2 separate regions of the Sus scrofa genome follow, and region 1 is linked to region 2. Evidence: chromatin contacts called from public Hi-C data. All regions are on one chromosome and are shown on one strand. The core of a region is the stretch at or near the end of the contact, and the rest is flanking DNA. Distances in the headings are between cores, read along the strand shown. Region 1 holds the start of DYRK2 (dual specificity tyrosine-phosphorylation-regulated kinase 2). Region 2 overlaps LOC102166619 (a long non-coding RNA gene).

Region 1 (3,759 bases), core at 804-3,303, 230 kb after region 2:
CTGGGAGCTGAGGACAGATACATACATGCCAGAAGTCAAGTCCGGCTTGCAGACCTCTGCAGCCACCAGTCCCACGCAGAGCTCTCCCCTCCCTCCCGGCTGGGCCTTCTGAGGGTCCACAGCACCAGTCAGATGCCCTGCCCTTCCCACCTCCCTCTGAGGCGAAGCCGGCCCTTTCCTTTTGAACAATATCCAACTGCAGAATCCTACGGGGATGGCTTGTTGTTTTGACTGCTGCCGTGGCTCGTATTTTTGTCAATGTTAATTATAATTTCTGCTGTGCTCAAACCTGTAGCACTCATAAAACATGCTTCCACACGCGGGGGACAATTGGCAGTGCTCCCTGCTGGCTGGAGCCAGGCCTCCTAGGCTCTTTGGGGATCGATTTTCCGGGCAGGACGGCCTGGCTGTCCCCTAACACATATGCTTCTATAAATACCCACTACCCAACGTGGTGGCGGTGGTGGTGGGGGGGTGTTTACCGGGTCAGGAAAAGGAGCGCTGGGAAGCAGGGACGGAAAAAAAAGGGAGAAGAGAGAAGGAAAGCAGTTAGGAGGAAGTGCCGAGGAAAAGAAGGGCAGGGGTGGGCGGGCTTCGGAGGGGAAGTGAGGGGCCCACGCCACGAATCTTCCTTTGTGGCTGCAGCTTTGGGCTCGCCCAAGTTCCAGAGGGCGGCGTCCCGGAGACGCCACTGGCCAGGGGCGTGGAGACACTCGCATTTCGACCTCTATATCCTCTCCCGGCCGCAGGATCCCCCAAGTCCGAGGGTTCGTGCCCCGGACCCCTCCCGCCCCGTCTCCTCGCGCTGCCCGCGGGCTGGATCTCACCGTGTGGGCTGCGGCGGCAGCGTTGCTGGCCCGGAGAGGCGGCAGGGCGATGGGGGAGGGCGGGCCGGTCCCCACTCCGCTCCGGGGGGCCCCTGCACCGAGCCCCGGGGAAGCCTGAAGCTGACGAACGGCGCTGTCCCCTCCTCGGCCTGGCAGCCACGCGCGGGAGGAGACAAAAGAGGGTCAAGGGGAAGAAAGTCACCCGGACCCCGTGGCCCCGCCCCACCCCTCTGGGCTGCGGAGCCCGCTCTCCCCCGGGCAGAGCCGGGACAGTAAACGCGGGCGGTCGGGGAGCGTTGGCAGGCCGGGGACGCGGATCCCCGGCGCGCCCCCGCGGGCGGGGCTCAGGCTGCTGCAAAGTTAAGTCGGGCCCCCGCGCGCAGGCGAGTTCGTGACCCCTCAGGGGAGCCCGGCAGGGGCGAGGCCGGCGGCACACGTTGCTGGCAGCTGCAGGCGGGGACAGGGGCTGCACCGCCAGCCTGGGCGCCGCCACCGCCTCGCCGAGCCCCGGGTGGGGAGGCCCCGGACGGCCCCTGCCGGCCCGCTCGGGGGAGCCTCGGGGGCCCGCGTGCAACAATGAGCCCAGCCGAGGCGAGGGCGCGCCGTCCGCCCCAGGATCCCTGCAGCCGCCCCGCCGCGGCGCAGACTTTGTTCGAGGTCCCGTTGGCAGCAGGCTCCCGCGCCACGAGGGCCGGCCCGGGGGCCGGCTGGGGCCACGGGGGCGGGAGCCCAGGGCGGCGCGGGGCCCGGGCCTCCTTACCGGTCGGGTAGGCGGCGGGAGCGGCGGCCGAAGGTTTCCTGGTTAACATGGCCGCTGGAGAGGAAAATGCATCTCAGGGCTGCCGTCTCCGCCGCCGCCCGTCCTGCTGCTACTTCTCGCGGCCGCCACCGCCGCCGCCTCCCGGTCGCCCTTCTCGCAGATCTCCGGCGCCTCCTCGCCGCCTCGCGTCAGCTACAGCCAGACACACACAGTCCACTGCATCCCCTCCGCCCGGGCCCGCCGCCGCGAGCCCTCCACTCTCCTCGCCGCCGCCGCCGTCCTCCTCTTCCTCGGGCGGCCGCAGCACCCCCCGGCCCGTGCACATGCCTCGCCCTCCCCGGCGCGCCGCGGGCCTCCCCGATTCCCTCACATAGGGCGCGGGGGAGCGGGCTGCGCCGCCTCGGCCGACTCGCTCGGGAGCCTCCTCCCGGGCCGCGCACGCGCGCCCCCGCGCACACTCGCCAGGCGCCCGCGCGCCGCGCGGCCGGGGAGGGCAGCCCCGCCCCCGCTCCCTCCGCTGCCAAGCAGGCCCCGCCCCCGGACTCCCCCCAGCCGCGCCACACACTCTCGCGCACACCCCTCCCCCACCCAGCCACCCACCGGAGTCCCTCCCTGCCACCCAATCATCTGCATAGCCACCCCTCCACGCGCTGGAAAACTCTGCCGCCTCCACTTGCTCGCCCTCAGCTTCCCTCCGGCCATCTGCACCTCTCCCTTCGGCTCCCCAGCTAACAACCTACTCCCCTCCCCTCCCTACTCCTCCTCGGCCTCGCCCGCCCCGGCTGCACCCCGCCTTCCCTACAGCGCAACCTACCGCTGCTTCCCTCCCACCGAAATCGCTGCAGAGACCCTGCCCTCCCCTTCCGAGAGCGCCCCCAAACACATGCATTTTCAGCTTTCCTAACTTAAAAGGCCGCTCACAAACAATACTGCCCCCCCACCCCCGCCTTCCCGGTCCCAGTGGCTTAACCACCCCCTTCCCACAAGTCATCATGTACATAACTTAATTGTGCGAGGGTCACCTCGGTAAGGTAAACCCAGCCCGATGGAGGGCCTTGCCTTAGCCTGGTGACCCCGAAAGTGGGCCGAGGAGAGGGCTGCACCTCCCACCTCCACCTCTACCACACACACTCCCTCCCCGATTTACTGACACCGAGTGACCGCTCTCCAGTCGCTAGGACAAGGGGAGGTTGAGAGGCGCGTGTGGACGGCTGCCGGGGAAGCAGTTGGCTGTGGGTTGCTAGGCAAAAATAAACATCAGAGACACCTCCCATTTCCTCACTACTCAGAGTCTTTCCCCTGCGTTGCCCATGGGAGAGACACACCTTCCTGAGAGACACCTTTAATTCTTTACATCCAAGTCTTTTTCCTCTTCCCAGACAAGACACGCAGAGAATTTCCCCGTCCTCTTCATTTGCCATATACAGCCTCTTACCCTTGCAGACTGAAAAACTGCTTGCGCATCTCGAACCCGCCTCTGTCATACATGACACGCGCCTTTATCCAAAGGTCACAGGTTTTTGTCACTTCAAAAGGGGTAGAGGAGGTCAGGCAATCCCTGATGACGGAGCTGCAACACTCCTTGCCTTGCGCTTTTTGAGAGGTGCCAGATTTCTGAAGTTCTGGGGACCTGGGTCCATTATCATCTGTCTTATGTATCCTAGGGCCCCTGGCTGGACCAAGTGTGCAGGCAGAAGCTAGTATAGACTCAAATCACAACCGGGCCACCTCCTGCGGAGTCCCATCGCCTCTACTGTTTGCAAATTGTCATAACAACCTCCCAGCAAGATCACACTCAGCTTTATACAAATGCCCCCAAATGAATGTTTCAAAGTTACAGTGTGACCCTCTCAGAGTCTGCAAAGCTCTATCAGGGGGAACAAGTATAGGGTGTATTTGCAGAGGGAATAGGCGGCAAAGAGAAGAATTGTGCCTCTTGACATGTCCCTCTAAAAAATCCTCTTGCTGCCTTCTCCTAATAGAGACACAGTGGAACTGTCAATCCAATAATAAGCCTTTATAAAAAAGAATTATGATCTGCTCTGGTCCCAGCAGGAAATATTCCCCTTTGTTTGTCATCAGAAGCTAAGACATTCAAAGGCACTTGGGGAAACATACTCAATGTTCAGAATTAACTAAAAGAAAAAGGATTACTTAGTAGCAGAGTTGAAG
Region 2 (3,322 bases), core at 461-2,960:
AAATTCATAAATTAACAAACGTATGTGGACGGGCTTAGTCTTTATTGGGGGAAGTGAATAAATCCTTTATAGCTTACATGTGCCTCCTTTTCCCTCTCCTATTAAATTGGTCATCTTGCTGCCTGCATTTTCAGGAGCATAACTGGATTTTATGTGATCTAAATATACTGGCTAGGCTGTTAGCATCTGTTTAGGCAACTCTAATCCCGAATCCTTCATTGGCTCATATATTTTATTGTTAAACTTTTACTCTTTTTGAGGGTGCTGACCCTGACCACCTATGAAGCAAGCTCAGTAAATGTAATACCTGTCCTTAGGAATAGCTTTGGGAGAACTATTCATCCTTCAATACTTGGATCAGATGTTTTCCAGTCTGTCACACCTGATCCCCAGGCAGCTCTTCCCTTTTATTCATTCCCATAGCACAGCTCTATATGTTCCAGAGAGTATTTCTCACCTTCCCTGGTAATTAACTGTTCATGTATAGGTCTTTTCCAGAGATGATGGGTTCCCTAAGGACAGGGACCAGTTTATGGAAGCCACCACAAAACTCAGCACTGTTGCTACTGTTGCTGCTTTGCTTCTGGTTCATCTACTAATATACGTGCATGACAAGTCAGTGGGCAATTACTGATTCCTTTCAGCACTTCCCTAAAATCTTCTCTCATGTCATTTCAGCAGGAGGGAAACTGTGCGCAGTCTGCCTTTTATGATCCTGTGTGCTTAGGAAGAATAATTAAGGGCTCACTAAATTGATGTGGAAAGAGGTTTTTGTTTTGTTTGAGTGGTGTCTTTAAATATTTGTAAAAGGAGTTGCTTATTATTCATCCATTGCCAGCCCATTTAAAAGAAGTCACACAGCAGAGAAGAGGGGATTATATTCAATAAGAGATGCTAAATCAATGTTTAATTTAAGGGGAAGTTTGTGAGCAAATTGCTTCATTTTTCCTTCCTAAGAGAAAACGTGAGATTAGGAAACATTTTTTTTCTGAAAGAGGTTAATGGACTTGCAAATTCAAACAGTTATTTCAAAGTGTTGCCAGTAGTTATGTCTAAATTTTTTACATATTCTTAATTTTATAAAATAAGTGTAAGTTCATTTAAGAAATTTATAGTGAAATTCAGCATGCATTTACTTAAGGCTTACTATGTAGCTGGTACTATGTTGAAGGGGGGAGCAGATCGCATGACTAATGTTTCCCCCTCCAGAAACCATGTAGGCAGTGAATGGAAATACAATTTGCTAAGAGCCAGAAACCACAAGATTTGATTAATCCCACAAAAGGGGCTGAGATAGTCAGGGAGACTTCCCCGAGAGGCATGACATTTGAACTGGAATTTTACCGTCTGTGAAATCAGCAAGCTTTACGGTTTCTACCTCATGGCTTAGCTACATTGAAGCACTAAGAGATTTAGGCAATACTTACATAGAGTTTTTAGAATTGCAATTTTATTAACGGATCGAATATATCTTTTAATCTACTTTAAAGATAAAATTATTAGAGTAAATCAAAACGACTATTTTCTGTCATTATATTGACATCGCCCTAACCTATTGGGTTTCAGGCTTTGGTGAACTTCCAGATTATCAGCAAGGTTGTTAAAATGCAGATTCCTCCCCAAACTTGCTGCATCCCAGTGTCCTAGTATAGGAAGGCAATGTGCTTTTAATTGGGCTTCCACATGATTCTGGTTTAAGTACCATTACGTAAGCAGTTTGAGACGTCAGAGGTAAAACTTGACCTTGCAGGACCTTCTGTGGTTACTAATATTATCTTCTGATCTGACAAATGTTCCTCTTAAGGGGAGATGAGGAAACTTAACATTAGGCACTCTTTTTGTTTTAGGGATGCATATAGACGCTTTTTTTTTTCCTTCCCTAAAATTAGTATAGCACCAAACTTCCATTTTAGAGGTGAGAAAACTTAAGGTTTAGAGATATTAAGAGATCTGGCCATGGACACATTATCTAAGAAGTGGTGAAACCAGTAATGAATTTGCTGGCCCCTGCCTGTTGTCCACTTGCATGTATCCAGTTTATCTCTTTTATTGGGGAGATCAATGTTTAAAACTTTTTTCTACAATATAACTAAGTCATTTCCATTAAGAATAAAAAAAACCGCTATGGTGATTTTTCTCGATCCTGTGTTCTAACCTGGCTGAGGACACCTCAATTTCCAGAGAAGAAGAGAGCCAGTTTCTTGTTCACCTTCATCCAGTCCTCAGGCCTTTTGCTGTCCTTCCTGAGTCAGAGAGCAAACGTGGACAGATTTAAATCCATTGTGAACAGATCTAAACCCTAGCACTCACCATGCCTTGTAGTGTGTTCCCTGGGGCAAGCATTTTAGAGGTGAGGCATCCTTGCAAGTAATCCATTTGCTGATAGAATCCATCAGTTCTGTTTCTACAGACCACTCCTTTTGCAAATAGACAATTGGGATTTAGCCAAATGCAAAGAGGAAAACTTCTGATGTACTTGATCCATTACTTTGGCTAGTCAGTTTATGCCTGAGGATGACCTTGGGTGTAACCAGGATGAAGGTTGGGAGCACAGTTCTTGCAGATCTCTAGAGAGTTAGGAGAACACCAGGGCCTGAGATTGGTCAGCCTTGTTGAACCCTGAGATGACCCAAGGAACTAAAGGAATAGAATTTCTTTTTTTTTTTTTAACTTTTTTTTTTGCTTTTTTTTGTCTTTTTAGGGCCACACCCATGGCACATGGAGGTTCCCAGGCTAGGGGTCTAATCTGCGCTGTAGCCGCCGGCCTACACCACGGCCACAGCAATGTGGTATCCAAGCCTCGTCTGCGACCTACACCATAGCTCATGGCAATGCCAGATCCTTAACCCACTGAGCGAGGCCAGGGATCAACCCTGCAACCTCATGGATTTGTTTCTGCTGCGCCACGACAGGAACTCCAATTTTTTTTTTTTTTTTGTCTTTTCTAGGGCCGCACCCATGGCAAATGGAGGTTCCCAGGGTAGGGGTCCAATCAGAGCTGTAGCCGCTGGCCTACACCACAGCCACAGCAACTTGGGATCCTAGCTCACGGCAACATCGGATCCTTAACCCACAGAGGGGGCCAGGGATTGAAGCCGCAACCTTATGGTTCCTAGTCGGATTCGTTAACCACTGAGCCATGACAGAAATTGGCACAGGATTTCCGATTCCTGAGATGACAGAGGCACCAAAAGCATTATCAGAGGTGGGTGATATTTTAAGTGTTGTTTTGTTTTGTATATTTTTACTTATATTGGCAATTGTAGTCTCTAAAAATCCTGAAGGACATGAAGCAGGGTTTGCCCTGTTATTCCTTGAATAA

Evidence for each region. A called contact is a pair of places that touch in the nucleus more often than the background predicts.
Region 1: a contact with region 2 is called in a Hi-C map of skeletal muscle, with 6 times the contacts expected there. The contact joins the promoter of DYRK2 here to the enhancer-like site in region 2. A contact is called at or near these places in 4 of 5 promoter capture datasets (fetal liver, fetal skeletal muscle, liver and 1 more), 13 of 47 Hi-C or Micro-C datasets (brain, embryonic fibroblasts, fetal heart ventricle and 6 more) and 1 of 2 datasets of contacts at active chromatin or transcription factors (skeletal muscle).

Annotation. Positions count from the first base shown.
Region 1 is chr5:32,045,908-32,049,666 of Sscrofa11.1, reverse strand. DYRK2 (dual specificity tyrosine-phosphorylation-regulated kinase 2) reads right to left here and starts at 2,053. Exons shown (of 3, transcript XM_021091961.1): 1 at 1,588-2,053; 2 at 828-976. The coding sequence starts at 1,636.
Region 2 is chr5:32,275,734-32,279,055 of Sscrofa11.1, reverse strand. All of the region lies in intron 2 of LOC102166619 (a long non-coding RNA gene), which reads left to right. Among named protein-coding and RNA genes, the nearest start is that of IFNG, 210 kb to the left of the region's middle. Within about 2 kb of position 1,710, at least 2 of the 83 cell types and tissues checked have an H3K27ac peak or open chromatin away from gene starts, as enhancers often do. A contact at or near this core is called in skeletal muscle, where this site is marked.